2 separate regions of the Xenopus laevis genome follow, and region 2 is linked to region 1. Evidence: chromatin contacts called from public Hi-C data. All regions are on one chromosome and are shown on one strand. Each heading gives the region's core, a stretch centred on a gene start, on an enhancer-like site or on the middle of the called end of the contact. The rest is flanking DNA. Distances are from core to core; before and after follow the strand shown.

The links. A called contact is a pair of places that touch in the nucleus more often than the background predicts.
Region 2: a Hi-C map of the XTC cell line shows a contact between it and region 1, with 3 times the contacts expected there. The contact joins the promoter of LOC108711093 here to the enhancer-like site in region 1. A contact is called at or near these places in 2 of 4 Hi-C or Micro-C datasets (the XTC cell line and animal cap).

What each region holds. Positions count from the first base shown.
Region 1 is chr1L:85,306,314-85,312,052 of Xenopus_laevis_v10.1, forward strand. cxcl2.L (interleukin-8) reads right to left here. Exons shown (of 5, transcript XM_041591005.1): 2 at 2,187-2,527; 3 at 533-659. The coding sequence starts at 2,262. Among protein-coding and RNA genes, the nearest start is that of cxcl2.L, 7.8 kb to the right of the region's middle. Within about 2 kb of position 4,273, at least 1 of the 7 cell types and tissues checked has an H3K27ac peak or open chromatin away from gene starts, as enhancers often do.
Region 2 is chr1L:85,399,358-85,405,220 of Xenopus_laevis_v10.1, forward strand. It overlaps LOC108711093 (interleukin-8), which reads right to left and starts at 2,055. Exons shown (of 4, transcript XM_041591027.1): 1 at 1,930-2,055; 2 at 1,593-1,719; 3 at 1,096-1,184; 4 at 1-408. The coding sequence starts at 1,993. The coding sequence ends at 392.

The DNA.
Region 1 (5,739 bases), core at 3,023-5,522:
CAACACCACATACAGTACCACATTTCTCACCCACTTAATTAGATCTTGCCCACTCCCACACCTTGTGTATTACTCCCTTCCCTTTAGACTGTATGCCTATGCATAGGGCCTTTCCTCACCTTTTTGTACCTGTATTGATTGTGATGTTTGTTACTCCATATGTAACATGTGATTTAGTTGTATAATCACATTTACTTTACAGTGCTACGCAATATGTTGGCGCTATATAAATACATGTTAATAATAATGTTAATAATATAGTGAGTACATAAACTCCACATGTTTATTTTAATGCTCATACTTACATTACTTCCACCCTGGGACAATGAGGACCCTTTTGAAAAACTTCCAAGGAACGTTTTTGTTACTCCATATGTTCTATGTATGTAATTCATGTGATTTAGTTGTATAATCACATTTACTTTACAGTGCTACGCAATATGTTGGCGCTATATAAATACATGTTAATAATAATGTTAATAATATAGTGAGTACATAAACTCCACATGTTTATTTTAATGCTCATACTTACATTACTTCCACCCTGGGACAATGAGGACCCTTTTGAAAAACTTCCAAGGAACGAATGTGTTTTTTATGAAAGGGGGTTGATACAGTAGTGATACATTGGCAACGCAGCTCCCTCATTGCTGAACCTCCTGCAAATACATATAAAACATGACTTTACAGCCTCTTGATCACATCACATTGCTATTAGAGGTTATGTTTTGTTAATATTATTTGGGTGCTCTGGATGCTAAATGGATAAAAACTAAAAAAGATCACCCAATATAAATGAATAACAATATAAACTACATTATTTCAAAAGATTTAAGATAATGGCATGCAAATAGTTTTCTCCGCTGGTGTGTATAGATCAGTGGAGAAAAGCTAATGTGCTGCCTTCCATACCAAGAAGTTGTACTCAAAGGAGATATCGTGGTGGAACGCAAGCTAGGTTTGGAGGAGGGGGGCTGACATGGCAACAATCACTTCTTAAGAGAAATACAGAACAAGCCACATGCCTCTGAGGAAGCCAATTGGTTTGGTGAAATGCGTCAGGCGGAAGTGACATCACGACAAGCTGCGGGGAACGCCACGAGGAGAGGAAGAGAGAAAAATATTTTGCCAGCAAATATCCCTCCTTGTATTACATCGGCAACCTGCTAAGGACTTGCATTTTTATGTGACTGACATACAGCATATACTTCATATAGCAAATGTGAGTGCAAAAATTATTTTTAAAAATATTTTACAATTAAACAGTATTACGCTATGGGATTTCTGTATTCTCTTATTGGAGGAGAACCCACACCTGCTAAATACTACATGCAATATCCCCATCCTGGGTCTTGTAAGTAGGCAATTCTGCCAGATTGGTGGAGGCTGCCAGGATTAATTATTGATGTACCACGCAAGGGAGAGTAAGGGTCATTGGAGGAAAACACATTGAATAGTTTTATGTGTACACAGGGTGTCATCCAAATTAATTGGAACTTATTGCATTATATACTGGATCTGGTTTCTCAGTTGCCCTAGGCGCTGATCCACTTTTGTTTGAAACTGTTTATGAGTGTTTGATGGACTAAACAGCTTGTTCCTGGTTCTCATGTTGAGGTTGCTACATCCCCTTAGTTTGTGCACCTCACCTTGCTAGTTTATAAGCGTACAGTCTCTGACAACAATTCTTGCCATTTATGCATGTGCTCTAATAGACACAGGATCAGCCTTTAAACATACACAGAGTGACTTTCAGAGTAGAAACACTAAAGTATAAATATATATGCCACTGAAAAAACGACCCCTGTGCCATTAAATATGGATTTATGCAGCTTACATTCAGCACAACATACTGTTCTATTACAGAGAAAAAGGAAATAATTATAAGTAATTTAATTATATGCTTGAAATTTACTCTGTGGGAGATGGTCTTCCAGTAATTCAGAGCATTCTTGATAATGGATGTAGCACACTGCACAAAATGGCTATAGTATGGCTCAATGGAAATCTGGCTATGTAAATTTTCACTGAAATGTAACCTGTTCTTCACAAAAGCAGCTTCATTATTAATATCATACAGAAACAAATATACATTTAAGTGAACAGCACCTTCTTGCCTGCCTGCCTTCCTTGAATGTGTATATTGCACCAGTAATGCAAATAAATTAGGAATATTTATTTCTTACCATATGACTCAGGAAAGCAATGAGATAAAAGCAGAAAAAGTCCAATCATGTACAGTGAATTTCTCTGGCTCTGCATGTTGGAGGTTGTTCACAGTTTTGATGAGCTGGCAACAGGGAAAATGATTTGCTCTCCTCAGCTTGTGCAGATTGCTTTCTCTTATACCTCCAGATTTATCATTATCCCAGAAAGGAAGGAGGAAATTCCAAATTCTATTCTCCTCCCCTTGTATTTGCTGCAATATCTGTCATGTAGTTACTGTTTGTGTATGTCAGCACAGGAAATCTCAGGAAAGGGGAAGATATATGAAACATTTCACCTTTACAGGGCATGGTTTTACTGGCTGCAATTAAAGATAAGTTGTTACAACATGTTTTTCTATTTGTTGATGGCAATTCAATTATATACATTGCATTTATAATGTTTCAGCTGACATTGGACCCTTGTTTACAAAATCACATAAAACCTCAAGGAACAAAAATCCAGCTAAAAGGGCAGTACTGATTGTGTTTGATTTCAGTGCATTTAGTAGAGGTGTCACTGATTTTCTTCATATGATCTAGTAACCTTAAAGGGAATGTAAAGCCAAAAGAAAATAATTTCTCTATACTTTCAGCACAAAAACAGTCTAGCCCCTTGTTCCTGACTATTAGCTGCAGTGCTAGTACTAACTATTAAAATATTGCAGAAGCTAGCAGCTAAACAAACCTGAAGACACATACCAGGCTTTATGGGAAATTATGTTTTGACTAGAGGGATGCTAACTTCTGCATTACCTGTGATAAAAGGGGTCAAGCAAATAATGCTTTCAATAGCAATTACAGTACATTAAATTACATAGAATTAAGTTTAAAGGGAAGTAAAGTCTAAAATAGAATACAGCTAGAAATGCTGTTTTTTTGTATACTAAACATAAACATGAACTTATTGCATCACAAGCCTAATCAAACAAATGATTTATGCTTTCAAAGTTGGCCACAGGGGGTCATCATATTGTAACTTTGTTAAACATCTTTACAAGACAGTGCACATGCTCACTGTGGTCTGGGCTGCTTAGAGATTGTCATAAATTATCAAAACAGCACAAGTCAAATCATATTTGCTAGAAGCCGATACAGCAAGACTGATAATAAGAATATATAGACTGCACTGGGTCCTGTGTTGTCAAGTAATCTAATGTGGATTTTATAGTTTTTGTATTGTTTAATTCAAACTTTCTCCAACTCTGCAGAACCAGTGGCTGCAGCAAAATATTTCTCTAAATAGAATCCCATTTTATCTGTTTAAATCTGGTGCTATGATCTTTGTCCCTGCAGCTGGAGTTGGAAACAGTAAAGGGGTTGTAAAGCCAAAATAAAATCCAATACAAATCTCTACACAGTCGGTGACTGTTCTACAGGGAAACAAACAAAGCTGCTTGAGTTCTGCATGGCTGGGAAGTAAGGCGGAGACTCCCCCTTCTGTTCTTAAGTATGATTGTTTCCGTGCCCAGCAGTTAGGGGTTGTCTGACAATTTGTATCCACAGCAGTAAATGAAAGGAGAATTTCACTGCATACTTCGGGTTTCTTATAAATACGGTACACATTTTTAATAAAGTATATTGGAGACAGGTTTCTTTTTCATTAAAAAAAGTAAAAATCAGATTTTTATTTTTTTGCCTTTACATGCCCTTTAAAACCATTGATGTTGATCTCATTTTGATACTTTCCTTGCTTCTCATATTTGTATACTGCATTCCACTTAATTTACCTATACTTTGTAGTCCTTATCCTGCACTAATGGTGATGTTTGACATACTATACTATCTTAGCTGACAAGGAGCTTTACTGGGTCTGTTTTAAGGTCGCTGGATAATTTGAAAAATTAGAGGTGCATTCTTCCACTAAGTGCAAGTTACTGAACCGCATCCACTTAAAAATGCAGCTCTTCTAGCTGTGGCTGACCACAAGTTTATTATCCACTCCCACAGAGATTCTATTGGGTTTATGATCAATTAAAAAATCCAAAAGGGAGGGTGTAATTTCATGGTGGGATAGGGATAACACATACCCTTGGCTGGGATACTATGGAAAGTAATGTACAGAACCCAAACCCAATCCTGATCCTCTAGCCAGAGCTGCAGTGTTTTTGTACGGGCAGCTCTATCTCTGCTGCATAGATCCATGGACTGGTTAAACTGAATGAATGGGAAGATCAATGTTTTTTTCCCACTAGATGGAGGTGTTGTAAAACGTAAAAAAAACAGCAGTCAAACCCATTTATGAGAACAGCGTTGTTTAATTATGGGTTATATATATATATATATATATATATATATATATATATATATATATATATATATATATATATATATATATATATATATATATATATATATATATTGCTGTATATAGCAGCACATTCAAAAAACAACTGAAGTGTGAGTCAGGTGTCCTGATAGCCAGAACACCTGTCCTACAACTCCCAGCAACCCAGTTCAGACCGCCATTTGATGGCGGTCTGAACTGGGTTGCTGGGAGTTGTAGGACAGGTGTTCTGGCTATCAGGACACCTGACTCACACTTCAGTTGTTTTTTGAATGTGATATATTGTATTCAACCTTGCAGACCAGCCATCAAGCAAACACTGGAACGTAGTGGATGCTGAATTGAACAATTGATATAGCAGCACATCCCTAAGTGGGTGAAGCAGTGGGTTACTGCAAGACAGGGGAGGCTATTCAGACACTCATTTGGGATTAAGCTATGAAAGTAAACGTCTTGTCACTATAATTGCCAATAAGCATAATAATAGTTAAAGTTAAATAATATTTATTACCAAACTACATTTTATCTAAAATGAAATATCTCAAAAATCCATATTATAAATTTACAAGCATGGCATGGTTTTCAGGATTTTCTGCCTTATTTTTTACCCTGAGAGAGAAAATGCTAAATTGCTGCAAAGTATCATAAACACTACTAATCATAACTGTGGTCAGATCACAAACAGCCCTGTAGCACCTCTCCCTTCAGAATGTGTACTGTTCACATCATGCATTGCATCGTCACGCCTATTCATCAAACCCTCCCCGCTCCTGCCTGGGTTTTTTACTGGTGTCCCGCTGGCCGAGTCCAACCCTGTTAAACAGATTGATTGATAGATTGTGGCCCTTATGCAGAATAAACTATGTCACTATTCTTTTCTGGATGACTGTTCTCAATCTAAATAAGATAACCATCTTTCTTCCAAATATAAACAACTTCATTGTGGATAATATGAACATGGACAGAAAAGTGAATCCTTAGTTAAAATGGAATGATCAAAAAGTGGAAAGACTCAGCGGCCCACCCGGGTAAAACACTACAATTATATTTTTAACTGGAGGGCTGCTATCAACACAATCAATCATTACTTTATTCAAAATAATTTAAATGTAATAACAAATCATTTTGCAACATCTCTGCCTCCATCATGGATTCTTGGGTAAACTGTCCCATAAGTAATTACTTAAAGGAAAACTATACCCCCTCGCAATGTAGGTCTCTATAAAAAGATATTGCATAAAACAGCTC
Region 2 (5,863 bases), core at 805-3,304, 91 kb after region 1:
ATGCTCCTCCCACCCGGGACAATGACCATCAACCAACTCTGCATTAAGGCAAATCTTGTAGTGCCATTAAAACTACAATTAGAACACAAAAGTATATATTGCAGCTGTAATTTTATTGAATAGTTAATTAATTTACAAGTGGTTGAACAAAATGTATTTGCAGTAAAAAAATATTGTTACAACTGAATTGACATTTCTTGTTGTTATCTTTGCTACAGCATCGAGAGATAATGATCAAATAAAGTAAAAGTAGGATAAGAAAGTTAAATAGGCAGAGGTAAGAAAAGAAAAAACAGTGGCATGTTTTCTTGTACTTGTATTCTTGTGTAAATAGCAAATATTCTCAGCATTTGTATCTTCTTCTTTCGAAGACTTGCTCTTCTTCTTTGTCTTACTTATCTCTGTTGCCTACAATAGAAAAAAAAACATTCACAGCTAAATTTCACTAGTTATTTTAAAGAAAAAGTTCATTATGTATATAGTTTAGAATCTTGAAGCTCAAAACCTGAGCAACTTTGGTTAGTAACCCAAAGGCATTGTTGGTTTCAAATAAATGATTATTTCTAAAATAGATAAAGAAGGTGCCAATTACTATGGGGATAGGTGGCCATGTCAGGGTTTAAGGTTACCAAGCTGGATCATCACTAGGGGTTGGGCTTCCAGAACATTTTAAAATCATGTAAAGGGGGCACCATCTATTTTGGTTCATAGACCATGGTCATGTCATAACTGTGAGCCAATAATTTATATCCTTGCCGTAAGTTTAAATTCGATTTTCTGTTACATGTCCATCACATATTGATGGATGGAATTGTAGTAGTGTAGTGTAGTGTGGGTGCTTTTCAGTTGGTTCACAATTGCCCACTACCACTGCTTATTGACATATAGAAGTGCCATACAGTGAGCACCATCTCGCAAAATATGGATAGGTGTCTGCATGTTGCTGCCCTCATTTTTTAATTGTTTTGTAGAAAAACAATGATGATTTAAATTTTTTATTTTCTCTATTTTTCTGTCTTGCTCTGATGAACAACAGGTACAAGAAATATATGATAATGTTTTCTGTTATTTGCATTAGTCTTATATATGACAAACCTGCTTGTAGAGAATTTTTCTTGATAATCCCTTGAACCCATGGTGCTGAGGGATCCACACACACACTTATTCCTGTTGTAACAGTGATTCTAAAGATAAAAGAAAAAGGGTTTTAAATCCAATAACATGACCACCATTAACCTGTAATAAATTCACTGTATAAATAAAAGGAAACACCATGGAGCAGAAATGGGTATAATTGCAACAATCATTAACAATAAATACATACTGTACTAGAGATTGATCCTATCTTGCTAGTATAACACTATTGCTATTATGATACCTGTAGGATACAGGATGCGCTTTTATCTGGCTGTTTTTATCAAACAGCCAGATAAAAAGATGTTATATCAGTTCTGATTAATAGCGGTACATGCAGCATTTCATATTGTGTGCATCATAAATCCATTCTGGGTATTCTCAGTGGGGATGAGTTCCCCTCAATATGTTTTATTATTCTTTGTAATTGGCATGCATAGTTAAAGTGCAATACTTACATAACTTCTATATTATCACATTCATTGTTGAGCTCCTCATTTAAGCGGAATTGAGGATGGATGAATTTAGAGAAAGTCTCCAGACACCGACAGTTTGGCTTCAGCCCTGTTCCTGACAGTGTCATAGCTAGAACAAAAATCATTTCATGTGAAAATCCATGAACCACAAGGGTTTGTAATTATTCATCTTCAGATACAGAAATCAGTCTGTCTAAACCGCTCCTAATATTTAGTAAAAGCAAAATACTGCAGAGCTGCTCCAAAGGTACAAAAATTAAACCTAAATGTATTATTCTGGAGGATTACTTAAGATCAACTACAATTTAACATAACCTACCTTGAGTAAGAGCAGCGTAAAGCAGGCACAAAGCAACACTAGCAGCAATGATTTTAGAACCCATTTTAAAATATGAAAACCTTCCTTCAGCAAATATTCAGCATACAGCCACCCTCAGTGCTTTGCTGCCCCACTGTAGTGACTTCTGATATTCAGTTATAAAAGGGAGTATATTTATATACAAATCTGGTCATGCAGTTTTAATGTTCCTTAGAAATTTAGTAACAGTTTCTTGTGAAATTAATCTTGCAACATCAACTCAGTTTGCTTCATATTATATGCAGAGGGCTACTGTATTTTGGGGTCAGCCATATGTCATTATATTAGCAGTATATGTCACAATTATTATAGGTCTTCAACTAACCTTTAATGGTTGGTTCATATTTAAGTTAACCATTAGTATGCTATAGAATGGCTTATTCTAAGCAACTTTTCAATTGCCGTTCGTTGTTTTCTTTTTTTCTAGTATTTTAATTATTTGCCTTTTTCTTCTGACATTTTTCAGCTTTCAAATGGGGTTCATCTGAAAAAACATATGCTCTTTACAAATGTATTGTTATTGCTACTTTTTGTAACTCATTTATATTCAGACCCTCTCCTAATCATTTTCCAGTCTCTTATTCAAATCAATGCATGGTTACTAGGGTTATTTGGACCATAGCAATCGGATTTCTAAAACTGCAAACTGCAGAGCTGCTGACTACAATGCTAAATAATGGTTTGTAAATTTGCTTAATAACACCTTTTTATTTCAGTTAATTCAAGAACCTACTAGGAATGACTCTCTTTTGAAGCTGGTAATACCTAATAATATTGAACTCATCTCTAGCATTTGTGTGGGTGATCATTTAGGGAATAGTGATCATAACATGGTCTCCTTTGAGATTCTGTTGCAGAAGCAATTCTATAAGGGAGTAAATAAAAACACTAAACTTTAGACGTGCAAACTTTGTCATTATAAGGGCGTATCTACTGGGAAATGCTTTTCACAGGGTTAAACACAGAAGAAAAATGGGATGTCTTTAGATAATGCGATACTGACACGTTCCTATAAAAATAGGAATGTGTTGGTATCAGTGAAAAAAGCTGCACGTGAAATATAAGCAGCTAAAAGCCCCCCAAAGCCGCCCCCAGCCCAGCAAACCTTAGTAATGGCGACCCTCCAACACCATTAAATCATCTTCCTGAGTTGTTTCAGGAGGAGGCCCGATCCCTCCATAGGCTAATTAAAAATGAAAACAGGACTCCAGCCTATGGAGGGATCGCCCCACCCCCAGTCCAGTATGACTGAAACAACTCAGGAAGATGATTGATTTAATGGTGTCGGAGGGTAGCCTTTACTAAGGATCACAGGGAGCTTTTAGCTTCTTATATTTAGGGATGCACCAAATCCACTATTTTGGATTTGACGAACCCCCGAATCCTTCGCGAAAGATTTGGCCAAATACCGAACCGAACCTAAATCTCAATTTACATATGGGGTGCGAAGGGGAAAACATAATTAGGGGTGCGAAGGGGAAACATTTTTACTTTCTTTTTTGTGACAAAAAGTCACGCGATTTCCCTCCCCACCCCTAAATTGCATATGCAAAATAGGATTCAGTTCGGCCGGGCATATACGATTCAGCCGAATCCTGGGTGAATCCCGAACCCTGGATTCGGTGCATCCCTACTTATATTTCCCGTGCAGCTTCTATTCACTGATACCGACACATTCCTATTTTTATAGGAACGTGTCGTTATCACTTTTATAAATATACATGTCAGTATATTCCCCTTGAAAGCAAGGAACGTCGCGTTACAAAGCAAAACCTTTGACAGAATTATTGTTATCGAGGTTGGTAAGAAAAGACGTGCTTTTAAGGCGTTCAAGTTAGCAGGGACAGCTGAAACATTTTTCATACAAGCTAAAATCGATATGGGAAAAGGTATTGCAGGAAAAAAATGAACCCAAATTTTTTTCTAGATATGTAAATAGTAAAAGAAGCAGGATGGGATGGGACCATTGCTGTCAGAGGGGGTCAGTTGATTGATGAGAACAGAAATAAAGCAGAGATTAATGAATGTCCAGGACCAGATGGTGTTCATCCAGGGTACTTAATGAGCTTAGCTCTGTGATTGACCAATCTCTGTACTTAATTTTTCAGAATTCATTGAGCTCTGGTATGGTGCAGAGAGACTGGAAAATTGCTAATGTGGTGCAGCTATTCAAAAAGGGATCCCGTTCTCAACTTCAAAACTATAAGCCAGTGAGTCTGGTGTCAGTGGTAGAAAAGCTTTTCGAAGGGGTATTAAGGGACAAGATAGTTGACTTTATTGCAAATCAAATACTATGAGTTTGTGCCATCATGGTTTTATGCATAATTGATACAAATTAAAAACAAATTTAATTGCTTTTTATGAGTAGGTGAGCAGGAACCTTGACTTTGCAATGGCAGTGGATGTGATCTACTTGGACTTTGCTAAAGCATTTAATATAGTACCACACAAAAGGTTACTGGTTAAATTAAGGAATTTTGGCCTGGACCATAGTATTTGTACTTGGATAGAGAACTAGCCTGAAGTAAAAATTACAAAGAATAGTGGTAAATGGAACATTTTCTAATTGAACCAGTGTTGTTAGTGGAGGACCTGGAGGTGGTCATTGAAAGTACAATTTGTATTTTTGCTTTTGATACTAAATTGTGCAGAACTATAAGTTCCATGCAGGATGTTGCCACTAGATCAGAAAACTGGGCAGCAAACTGCAAAATGAGGTTCAAGGTTATGCACTTTGACAGAAATAATATAAATGCAAGTTATACTCTAAAATGTATTGGGGGTTTCCTTAATTGAGAAGGATCTAGGGTTTTTGTAGATAAAAAGTTGCCTACTAAGGCCACACCTGGAGTATGCAGTGACGTTTTGGGCTTCAGGATATAAATATGCTGGATCAAGTGCAGAGATGTGCAACTAAACTGGTTAAGGGGATGGAAGATTTAAACTATGAAAGCAGATTGTCACAGTTCGCATTGTTTTCACTGGAGAAAAGACGCTTGAGACGGGACATGATTACACTTTATAAGTACAATAGAGTGCATTATAGACCGCTACCGGGAGATCTATTTTTCCATAAAATGTATTATCGGACCAGAGGCCATCCCTTTAGACTAGACATTGTAGGTGGTTCTTCACAGTGGTTCACCTTCATTTGGAGGGGTTGGACTTAATGGTCTTTTTTTCAAACCAACTTAAATGTAACTATGTAACTCAAAAACTACAAATAAAAAAATTAAAACCAATTGCAAATTGTCTCTCTCTACATCATACTAAAAGTTAATTTAAAGGGTGCCCTGGAGACAAGCAGAGCTTAAGGGGAAGGGCGGCATGAGCAGGCCAGTACACTGAGCGGGGATAGGTCAGTGAGTTGCCAAGGCCATGAGCAAAGGGGGGTAGATGTGGGAGGAGTAAGGTTTGAGCGCCAAAGGGAGAGTCAGTTGGCATTCAGCAGTGAAGTAGAGAGGAAGCAGGTCCGTTTGTCTCATCACTAGAAAGACATTTCTGGCCAGAAAAATGATTTTAAAGTTGTTTAAAGGGTGCAACGACCTGGACAGTGGCATGCCAGAGGGGGATCAAGGGCAAAAATGTATCTGAAAAATCTGCCTGTGTGTGCTTGGAAGAGATAGTGTAGGGGGAGAGCTGTTAGTGATTTCAGGGACAGATGATAGTAAGTTTGCTGGCTAGTAATCTGCTTGATACTGCTCTGTATTGGAGGGACAGAAGTCTGCAGGGATTTGAGGGACATTTTAGCTTAGGTAGCTTTGCTGGCTAGTAATCTACTGTTCTCTTTAAACAACTGCCATACGTTGACCTTGTAGGCATTGTTTGCCCAGTTTTTTTGGACGCAGCCACTGAAGCACAGTTGCCATTAAAAATATGCCATATAAATGCTGAA